Regions from separate parts of the Delphinus delphis genome. Here region 1 is linked to region 2. The links are chromatin contacts, called in public Hi-C maps. All regions are on one chromosome and are shown on one strand. Each heading gives the region's core, a stretch centred on a gene start, on an enhancer-like site or on the middle of the called end of the contact. The rest is flanking DNA. Distances are from core to core; before and after follow the strand shown.

Evidence for each region. Hi-C and Micro-C count contacts between places; a contact is called where the count stands out from the background.
Region 1: a Hi-C map of muscle shows a contact between it and region 2, with 2.1 times the contacts expected there. The contact joins the promoter of VSIG10L here to the promoter of SPACA6 in region 2. A contact is called at or near these places in 2 of 3 Hi-C or Micro-C datasets (lung and muscle).

The regions. Positions count from the first base shown.
Region 1 is chr20:6,103,018-6,108,603 of mDelDel1.2, reverse strand. It overlaps VSIG10L (V-set and immunoglobulin domain containing 10 like), which reads right to left and starts at 3,644. Exons shown (of 10, transcript XM_060000617.1): 1 at 3,605-3,644; 2 at 2,738-3,523; 3 at 2,022-2,315; 4 at 1,579-1,863; 5 at 356-610. The coding sequence starts at 3,644.
Region 2 is chr20:5,942,449-5,947,888 of mDelDel1.2, reverse strand. It overlaps SPACA6 (sperm acrosome associated 6), which reads left to right and starts at 3,621. Exons shown (of 9, transcript XM_060000613.2): 1 at 3,621-3,834; 2 at 4,594-4,671. The coding sequence starts at 3,621.

The sequences.
Region 1 (5,586 bases), core at 2,395-4,894, 160 kb before region 2:
GGGCACCTTAGCCAAAAGAGGAAGATCTGCCCTTTCACTCCCTCCCTCATTCATTCATCTGATTTCCTTAACAAGGACTTAGGAAGTACGTGAGACAGGCCAGGTCCTGGCCTGGGAAACTCATATTATTCTCAACCATGTATTGCTCTGAACACGTGGGAAAGTGTCAGCCCTCTCCGTCCAGGAAAGAAATTTTGGCCCCGCCCCTACTTTAGGTATAGGAAAACCTCCGACCTTCTGTAGGGTTAGATAGAGGAAATCTCTCTTCCTGTAGTTGGGAAGTCCCCTTTTCTCAGGTTCTAATGGAGCAAAGAAATAGCCCCTCCTCCTCGGGAAACAGGAAAGAAGCTCTCACCCGGGGTGACAGTGCAGGTACGCGTGGTCATCAGGTGGCGAGCAAGGCAGGTGACGGGGACGCCGCTGAGCCGGGGGTGGGCGGGGACAGCCTCCAGGAGCACCGAGGACACCGGTTCCGCCTGGACGCCTTTGGGGAGACCCTGGAACTGCAGGGAGGCGGCAGGGACCCCGCCGGGCCACGAGCAGCGGAAGAGGAGGACGCGATCCCCAGGACCCCCTTCGACTGAGCACTGTGGGGACCCGGGGGGCAGATCTGTAGAGGGGAGGGAGAGCTCAAGGGGTCAGTCAGCTCTCTCCCAGCTCCCCTCGAGCCCCGCCTCTCGCGCGTTCACTGCACTCCTTCTTCACCTGGCCCCGCCCTGTAGGCACTGACCCTGCCCCGTTCTCTTGCAGACCCCGCTCCCTTTCCCCGGCAACTCCTGGGCTAAGTGGGCAGTCGCAGCCCCACTGACTGCCCCCCTTTCCGAAGGAAACTTCATCCTCCCACACTGATCCCTGTCCTTCCAAACGTAACCCCGACCTTTTCTCTAGCTCCACCCCTTCTACTAGGTTACTTTGGCCCCCCTCTTTTTTTTTTTTTTTGCGGTACGCGGGCCTCTCACTGTTGTGGCCTCTCCCGTTGCGGAGCACAGGCTCCGGACGCACAGGCTCAGCGGCCATGGCTCACGGGCCCAGCCGCTCCGTGGCATGTGGGATCTTCCCGGACCAGGGCACGAACCCGTGTCCCCTGCATCGGCAGGCGGACTCTCAACCACTGCGCCACCAGGGAAGCCCTGGCCCCCCTCTTTGATTACTCCACGAGTCGCCTCTTCCTACTGAACCCTCCCCTTTTCTGGACATCTAGAATGATTCCACCCCTTTCTCTCGTGACCCTGCCCCCTTTCCCAGGTAACTTCTTTCTCTTGCTGATCCCACTTACTGGCCCAAGCAACTTAGTCCCTTTCCTTGACTACTCCTTCATCCCCAGGAAGCTCCGCCCTCTCGGTGCTGGCCCTGCCCCCTCTCCTGGGCATCCTTGCTCCTCCCCTTCTCTTGTGCATCCCCCCCCCGTTCCTTCTACTGGGATCTCCGCCCCTCCCTGCCGGTCACGCCCCACCATGCTCTTTCCCCCCGCCCATCCCCCCCCGGGTATCCCAGCCCCTTGCTGGTTCCGCCCGTTCTCCCGGGCATCTCCGCCTTTCCTGGCTGGCCCCGCCCCTCCATCCACCCCGCGGCTCTCACCCGCCACAAGGAGTCTGAGCAGCGAGCGGCGGCGGTGATCGGTGCGCGGGTTCGCAGCGAGACAGGCATAGGCGCCGCCGTGGCCGATCCGGACCGAGGGCAGAAGGAGGCGCGGGCCGGCGGGCACCGCGGCCTCGGCCGGGTCGGCCAGGCTCCATGTGATGTCGGCCGGTGGCCGCGAGGCGGCGGTGCAGTGCAGGGTCACGTTGCTGCCCACGGTGACAAAGAGGGCGGGGTCGGCGTCGCGGTCGGAGGAGACAGTGATGACCGGCAGATCCGGGCCGTCTAGGCGGAGGAAGGGGGTCGGAACCGCGAGAGTCGGGGTCAACTGGGACTCCTCCAGGATTTCCGGAGACTGGACCTCCAGCCCTCTCCTCCCCAGGGACTCCAGGAGCCTGAGCCCTCAGATCCCTGTCCCCGACCGGAGGTACCGCCGCACTCACAGAAAACACTGACGTTGGTCGCGGCCTCCGCGTGGCCGAAGGGGCTGTGGACGCGGCAGGTGTACCGGGCGTGGTCGCTGCGCGTAGGGCGCGCGATGAGCAGCTGGTCGCCCTCTACGCGGATCCGGGGTGGCTTCACTCCCGCAGGGTCCCCTGCCTCCAGGACGCGTCCGTCCCGGGTCCAGCTCAGCTCCCCGCGACCCGGCCTCCACCCCACACAGCGCAGCCGGAGCTCCGCCGCCCCCTCCTCGGTTTCCGGGGCCTCAGGCTTCACCGACACGTTGGACACGGGCTCTGGGAGAGGGGGAACGGACTCAGGACTCGGTTCTCAGCCCCCTCGTCCCTTAGGACCAGGGAGCCCCAGCCCCCTCCACCTCTTACACCCAGGACTTCGCCCCAGCCGAGGCCCCCTCTTAGCCCTCCTCTTAGCCCCAAGAGTCCTCTTCTTCTCACAGACCCATGAGTCTGAGTCCCCAGCTCTCCCCTCTCTGGGACTTGGGAGTCCGGGCTCCCAGGAGTTTTGGTCCCCAGGTCCAATTTCCCTCAAGCACCTGTCTTGACCCCCAGCTCCTCTTCTCCCTCCCTCCAGCCCAGAAGTCCTCTCTCCCCTGTCTAGGAACCCCTTCCTCTGGGGCAGGAAACACATCCTCAGAAGAGCAGTAATTTGCCCACAGCAGCCCCTGCAGCCAGCACTCTGGACCTCAGGGCCCACTTACCATATACACGCACAATGAACTCCCACATCTGCCGGGAGATCCCGGCCCGGATGACCTCAGCTGTGTAGACCCCAGCATCCTCTAGCTGGGCAGAGGAGAGTTCCAGACTCGCTTGGGTCTGGTTAAATCGTAGGCGGCCTTTGTACGTGGGGTCCAGGCTGATGAGAGGGGACCCTGGCCCCAGGGCCCCAGCTGCCAGCACCTTGGAACCTTGGCGCCAAACCACCAGAGGGGAAGGGGGACCAAGGCCAGGAACTGGAAGCAGAGGCAGCTGGATTGTGGTCCCCACCAGCACCGCAAGAGGGCCCCCCACTTGCGGGGATAAGCTTGAGGCAACTTTGGGATCCGCATCCTCAGGGGAGAATTTTGAAACTGGGGTCTCCACAGAGATGTTCGTATTGGGGACTTGCCTGTTGGAAGCTGGGGTCTTAACAGAGGAGGAAGGCTCCGGGTTTGGGGCAGGAACTCGAGAACCCGAGGCATGAGGAACTACTTTGGAACCAGGTTTTCCAGAGAAGGGGTCCAGCTTCAGCTTTTTGCCCTCAGCAGAAACAGTGGACCGGAAGGACCCGGGCACGTCCTTCAAATTCAGCACCTCAGGAGACCGTTCAGAATGAGGGATATCAGCTTTTGAACCTGGAGACTGATCTGGAAATTTCCAGCTGGGGGGTTTGATGGAGGGAACTTTCAAACCCGGGCCCTGGGAAGATCTTTCTGAGTCCGAGGAGAGATTGGTTCTCTGAATTCCTGAAGAGGCTTTGAAGGCGAGGACCCTTACTCCCGAGGCTGCAGAGGAAAAAGAAGGGAGGGAGTTGTTGGGCTGCAGAAAAGGGAAATGGTGGGCAAGGGGCTGGGTGGGGGGCTTACCCAGCAGCAGGAAGAGTAGCAGAGCCCGTGAGGTGCCCATGGTGCCAGCTGCACCCGCGAGGAAACCGGGGCAAGACCCAGGGCCTGCACCCATTCCTCCCGGGCTAGACGAGTCCAACAGGACGGATAGCTTCCTGGGCGGGGAAGGGAGCCAGATCCAGTGGGAGGTGCCAGGATCCCCCACCCAGATAATATGACTGAGACACCCACCCCACCCCACTTGTCCTCATCAGCTAGTCCCGACTGAGGGGAGGCCCAGCGTAACCCCTGCACTCCCCACACCCTGGGGGCAGACGGTGAGACTGGAGTCCCAGCTGGAAACTTAGTAACAAATTTGTGGAGGGGGGTGGGGGGGTGACGTCAGGAAGACTTCCTGGAGGAGGGTCAGGTGCCCTTTGAGAGAGCACCCCGCCCCCAGCCTCCTGGCGTCTGGTCCACTCTGTCCTGCCTACATCTTCAAATACCCATGTCTGACCCTGCTCCCCCTCTGCTCTCCATGGTCCCCTGTTGCCCTCAGGGCCGAGTCTCAAAGGGTTATCTTCCACCCAGTTCTCTCTCCTGAGAGCCGGAACTGTGTCTCCTCAACCCCCAGGTCTTAACATGCCCCATGTCCCACTAAACGTAGAGTCTTCCCTCTAACCCCACCCTCCTGCACTCTCCATCTCCAGTGTGGCGCCGCCATCTAGAGGGATGCTGGGAGCCTTCCTCCCTTGTTCCTTCCCCTCACGGCTGTCAGTCTCTGGATCCCACCCCTCCTGCCCCCTGAATCTCTCTGCTCCATCCCTTTCTTTCTACCAGCCAGACCCCAGCACAGGCCTTGACTTCCTCCGTCCGCTTGCCTAGCCTCCTCCCTCCAGTCCGTGGCCCCCCAGATGGTCCTTGAGTCTTTCTACCCCCCCGAGTGGCCCCCTCCCTCACAGCCCTCCTGTGGCTCCCCAGCACCTGGCCTTGGAAGACAACCAAGTTCCTCATCAGAACTTCCAGGCCCTGCGTGGCCCAGACCCACCCACTCCTTTCCCCCTCCAGCACTTCCTCTTTGAACACCCTGCCATTCTTAGGCCCTCTCTCCCCTCCCAGCCTTGGCCGGGACAGTTTCCTTTGCCTGAAAGCTCTGGCTCACTCCCCCACCCCCTCCAACCTGGCTTAACCACAACTTGTCCTTCAAGTCTCACCTTATCAAGAACCAAAATAATAATTACCCATTTGCTGTGGTCCAGGAACTGCGCGAAATTCTTCCCCTTCCCGGGCATTAGGAAGGGGAAGCATTCCCCTTCCGAATGCTCTGAGCTGGGTGTTTACAAACAAGGATACTAGGCTCAGAGACATCATGGGACCTGCCGGAGGTTGCACAGCCAGAGGGAAGAGCTTGGTCCACAATGGTCAGGCTGCTCACTCCTCCTGAAAGCTTTCCCTACCACCCCATGCTAATAATGGTTAAAATACAGAGTAAGCATTTTCTGCATGTCGGATATGGTTGTGAAAATGCTACATTAATTACCCTTCAAAACCCCATGGGAGGACTTCCCTGGTGGTCCAGTGGTTGACTCCGCGCCCCCAGTGCAGGGGGCCCAGGTTCGATCCCTGGTCAGGGAACTAGATCCCGTGAGCCACAACTAAGACCTGCGCAGCCAAACAAATAAATAGATATTTTTAAAAAAAACAAAAAAAACCCCATGGGGTAGGTTTTGTAGCTTTAAAATGGTTACAGGGTTTCCCTGGTGGCGCAGTGGTTGAGAGTCCGCCTGCCAATGCAGGGGACACGGGTTCGTGCCCCGGTCCGGGAAGGTCCCACATGCCGCGGAGCGGCTGGGCCCGTGAGCCATGGCCGCTGAGCACAGGCTCCGATAAAAAAAAAAAAAAAAAAGTTACAAATCCAACCCTCCTCCTACTAAGAAATAGGGTCTATCTCCCCCTCCCTTGGATCTAGGTAGGCTCTGTGACTGTCAGAGCAAGAGAGTACAGCACAAGTGGCCCTGTGCTAG
Region 2 (5,440 bases), core at 2,372-4,871:
GCAGCCGGGGGCCTGGATTTCTGGGTTCTTGGAGGAGGAGGGGGCTGGGAACCCAGACTCCTGAATCCTTGGAGGAGGGGACTGGGGGCCTGGATTCCGGGATCCAGGAGGAGGAGCGGGCGGGGAACACCTCCTGGTTTCCATTGGGAGGAGAGAGATGGGGCTGGGGTAGCTGGGTTCGGAGCTGGAGCCGACTAGGGCGAGATGCCCTCCCGCGCCCTCAAGGGAGGTGGAGGGAGAGAGTCTGGCTTTGGAGGTGCCTGTGGCAACGGAAGGGTTAACGTCTGGCTGGAGGGGAGGGGGAGGGGCAGGGAAGGGGCTGCGGGGCTTTGAGGGGTCAAGGGTGAGCCGTGCAAGTGGGAGGGGGCTGCAGAGGAGTGGGGGAGGCTGTCTGGGCTGCCAGACAGGCCAGGGTCAGCGGCGGGGGCAGGGGATGTCTGGCGGAGGAGAGGCCCAGCATCCAGGCTCCCCTGGGGACCCGGGATTCCAGGCCCCAGCCCCCTCCTCCCTTAGACCTGGGAGTCCGCGACCCAGCCCCCTCCCTCAGAATTCCAGAGTGCGAACCCCTAGCCCCCTTTACCCCAAGATCCAGGAGTCTGGGCCTCCAACCTCTCCTCCCCTCAGACCTGGGGCTCCACGTTCCATCCCCCGCTCTCCACGAAAGCCCGGTGTTCGGGCCCCCAGCCCCTTCCTGCCCAGAACCCAGGAGTCCCCACCTCCTCTTTAGCCCCAGCTGGAGTCCAGCCCTCTGGGGGTTAAGGGGGCGGGGCCAACTGGTTGCCATGGTGCCAGACTGTTTGGGTCTGCTCTCTGACCCTTGGGGGCTCCCCAGGGTCTGCAGAGAGGGGGAGGGGGACCCAGACCTGGGGGAAGTCCAGCGCCAACCTTTTCCCCAAATCCGGCCTATGGGCCCAGGGAGTTCGGGCCTCCACCAAGGCCTTGTCCAGTGACCTTGAACAAGTCCTGACCCTTCTCTCTGGGCCTCAGTTTTCCCGAGGAGAAATGTGTGGGAGGAGTGGGGAGATGCTCAGGTCCTGCAAATCTTTAAGATTCTCAGCTTCCCCTCTGCTCTCACCCCCCTCCTCAGGCCCCAGGCAGCCCCGGGGCATGCTGGGAACCCAGGCCTGGGCTCTGGGCCAGGTTGTTGGGTGGGGGGGCGGCGGGGGCAGCCTCCTCCCTTCCCCTTCCTCCCCACCTTGGCCTGACTCTCGCCCCCGCCTGAGGGTCTGGGAGGTTGGGAAGGAGGGAAGGGGAATGAGAGCTGGGACCGTAGACCCGTCTCTGGCCCCTTCCTCCCCCCTTGCCGCCTCCGCCCCCTTCCCGCCTCTCCTCCCCCTCCTCAGTAGGTCGCTACCCCGGCCCTGGGCCCCTTCTCCAGCCACCCCAGCTCCAGACCTGGCTCCGAGCTGCTGCGAGGGGGAGGGAGAGAGGGAAGGAGAAAGGGAGAGAGAGAGAGAGAGAAGGGGAGGGAGGGAAGGAAGGAGAGAGACCTAGGAGGGAGGGAGGGAGGGAGAAAGGGAGAGAGAAAAGGAGAGAGACAGAGACAGAGGGGAGCGAAGGAGACAGAGGGATGGAGAGAAGGCGGGCAGCGAGAGGGAGGCAAACAGGAAAAAGGGGGAGAGGAGAGTGAGACAGGGAAATTGAGGGAGAGAGAGAAGGAGGGGGACAAAGACGGGGTGGCAGGGAGAAGAGGAGGGTGAAAGACAGAAGGGAAAGGAAAAGAAAGAGAAAAGAGAAAGGAGAGAGAACCAGGAGGCGGGGAGAGGAGAGAGAGAGGACTGAGCAAGGAGAAGGCCGAGCTGAGGGGGAGGGTGGGCAACGCAGAGCGGGGAGAAGCGTGCAGAGGCTGGAGGAAATGGAGACCAGGTAAGACGGAGACTGAGCCAGCGGCAACACGGCAGGATGGGGAGAGAGAACCAGAAAGATGGAGATGGAGCCGGAGACAGTGAGAGCAAGACAGACGAGCGCTGGACAGAGGCGGAGGCTCTCGGGTGCACAGACTCAGCCCAGGGGTGGGGAAGCGTGGGTGCTGGTCCCGCCACCTTGCGGGCCTGGCCCCTCCCACTCACCAGCTGACTGGGGCTCAGCCTTCCCACCTGCAAAATGGGGGTGCTGATGGCACCTTGAGCCCCTGCCTGCCACATGACAGAGGCCTGGGGCGGTATCAGCGCTCAGGGATCCTAGCTGTCAGTGTTGTGCGTGATGAGAGGCCAAAGGAAGGGAGGAGAGAGGGGAAAAATTACCCAGAAAGGCATGACGGCTTTGTATCCCGTGGACGGTCTCCACACCGGTCCTGGATTTCTGAATCAGACAGGTAGGTAGGGAACTGTCTTGTCCAAGGGACCAAACTCCAAAACAGGTGAGGTTCCCTCTGACCCGGGATCCAGGAAGCCAGGCTGTGTCTTCTCCAAGGAGGCAGGCCTGGCCGGACTCCCAGGTCTGAGGGAGGGGGCTGGGGGGCCTGGCTTCCTGGGTCCCCAGTGGAGAAGGGGGCTGTGGACTTGGACTTCTGAATCTGGGGGAGGAGAGGAGGCTAGGGGGCCTGGATTGCGGGGACCTGTGGGGAGGAAGGGGCCTGGGGCCTGAACTCTTGGGTCCCTGGTGAGGAAGGGGCCGAGGGGCTGACTCCTGGGTTCCTTGGGGAGGAGGGGGCCGGGGGCCCGCATTCCTGGGTCCTGGCACCCACCCGTAGAACCGACCTTGCGGGGCCTTCGCCGCACACAAGCTCGTGTCTGTGGGTCCGTGTCGGGGGCTCACCATCGCGGCTGGGGCCTCCCCGGCCCTCCCCGCCCTCCCTGGCCCCCGTCTGTCCGTCCAGTCCATCCGTCTGTCTGTCCACCTGCCGCGCCCCCCGGGCTGAGGTAGGAGGTTGTATAGTTGAGGAGGACACCCACGGAGATCACTATACGGCCTCCTAGCTTTCCCCAGGCTGCGCCCTGCACGGGACGGCCCGGCGGGGACCCCTGACCCCGGTCCCCTGCCCCACCCCGCCAGGCTGGGGAGAGGGGCTGCCGCAGGGATCGTGGGAGGAGAGGCTGGGCTGTTCCTTGTGTCCTCGTCCCTACATTCCTTCCTGCCCCTTCCCTCAAAGAGTTTCTCTCCCATCAAGATATCTCTGTTTTGCTTCCTCTCTGTCTCTCCATCTCCGCTGGGTCTCTGCACAGTGACCTCTGAGACCCTGTCTCCATCTGTCTCTTATGGTGCTTTCTGGGTCTCTGACGCTCCCCATGTCTCTCCATGGCTTGGTTTCTGTCTTTCGGGCCCTCACGGTGTCTCTGTGCCATGTCCATTTCTGCTGCACCCCACTACCACACCCCAGGGCTTGGCGGGCCCCCGCACACCGTACTGCCGGCCTCTGGGTCCCTGAGACCCTTTAACCTGTGAGGACGTCCAGGGTCACAGGTGAGGTTCTTGGGAGCCTGGCATCCGGCCCAGCCATCAGCCTGGGGTCCGACCCCTGACCCCTGACCCGACACACCCTTCCTCCCTGAAAACCCTGGAACCTGACATTGGACTGGAGACTGCAACCTGACCTCTGACCCTGTATCTTGAGCCCCTCCCCCACACCACTGTGACCTCACAAAAGTCTCCAGCTTCTCCACAGGCTGAGACCCTCCGCTATGGCCCTTCTGGCCGCAGGGAGCGCTGTGCCGTCCGCCCTGGTGGCCCTCACGGTCTTCCGGGCCTCCGCCTGGGCCTGTCTCCTCTGCTTCACGTCTTACAAGGAGCGCCTCCAAATCTGCCAGATCTTCGTCGGCCTGGAGAGCCCCGACCTCGAGAAGTGTGAGGAGGCCTTAACAGATGCCTTTAAGGGCCTCCAGGACACTGAAATCAGTGAGGAGACACCCCACATCCTCCAGGGCCCCGAGGGGGGCATGTGGAGGGAGGGACCAGAGAGGCCTGGAGAGACTGAGGGGAACAAAGGTTCAGAGACGGGAGGATGGAGACTTTGCGGGGGCCAGAGACTCAGAGACGGGAGGACAGAGGCTTTGCAGGGGCCAGAGACGGGAGGACAGAGGCTTTGCGGGGGCCAGAGGCTCAGAGACGGGAGGACAGAGGCTTTGCGGGGGCCAGAGGCTCAGAGGCGGGAGGACAGAGGCTTTGCGGGGGCCAGAGGCTCAGAGACGGGAGGACAGAGGCTTTGCGGGGGCCAGAGGCTCAGAGACGGGAGGACAGAGGCTTTGCGGGGGCCAGAGGCTCAGAGACGGGAGGACAGAGGCTTTGCGGGGGCCAGAGATGGGAGGACAGAGGCTTTGCGGGGGCCAGAGACTCAGAGACGGGAGGACAGAGGCTTTGCGGGGGCCAGAGGCTCAGAGACGGGAGGACAGAGGCTTTGCGGGGGCCAGAGGCTCAGAGACGGGAGGACAGAGGCTTTGCGGGGGCCAGAGGCTCAGAGACGGGAGGACAGAGGCTTTGCGGGGGCCAGAGGCTCAGAGACGGGAGGACAGAGGCTTTGCGGGGGCCAGAGGCTCAGAGACGGGAGGACAGAGGCTTTGCGGAGGCCAGAGGCTCAGAGAGAGGCAGAGGAAGGTCCACTTTGGGGATGTGGTGTTGGGGAACCGCTTCACCCCAGCTCCTGCCTCCGACCTCCAGACTACGAGGAAAGGAGCCATCTGCACGACGCCTTCACCCAGATGACCCACTCCCTGCAGGAGGTGGCCGCCGCCCAGGGTGAGTGGGGCGGGGCCGGCAGCGGCGGGAGATGCGGGCTTGGAGCCCCCAGGAGATGGATGTTTGTGCGGGGAAAGCCCAGAACTTGACAGCGATCTCGCAGGAGGTGACGCTTGGAAGCTGAGGGAGCTGGGCAGCCTTGTCGGGGAGAGGAGATGGGCAGGGGCTGGTGGAGACAGTGCAGAAGTAACTTAGAGTCTCAAGCCAGCTGGGATCAGGGAGATGTGCGTTCTGACCTCACTGTGTGGCTTGCCCTCTTCCTGGCTATGAGATTCTGGATGCATCATGGCTCCCCCGCCCCCCCGGGCCTCAACTTACCCATCTGAGAGATGGGACAATCTCCTTGCCTCCCAGGGTGGCCTCAGAGCTCAGTGAGAGGCAGGGCTCCCCCAGTGAGACAGACTTCAGGGAAGAGATCTTCCTCTAGGATAAAACACACATATTCCCTACAGTTAACAAAGTAATTCCACATTTTTGACATGTGAGGCTATTAGGGGGCCGGAAGACAGGTAGGAACAGGGAGAGAGAGGATGATTCAGGTGACAGCTGTGAAGGGAGACAGGCACACGTGACAGCCTTGGGGTGGGTGAGACACACACTCTAGAGAAACACATGCATGTGCCGGTGGGGAGGGACCTCAGGGCTGGGGCGACCCTTGCGGCCGAAGGGCAGCATGAGCAGTGATTGCAGCAGGCCACCGTGGTCACGTGACACAGGATCCCCCACCCCCACCCCCATGCCCGCAGTGTGCTGGAGACTGGGGGTGGGA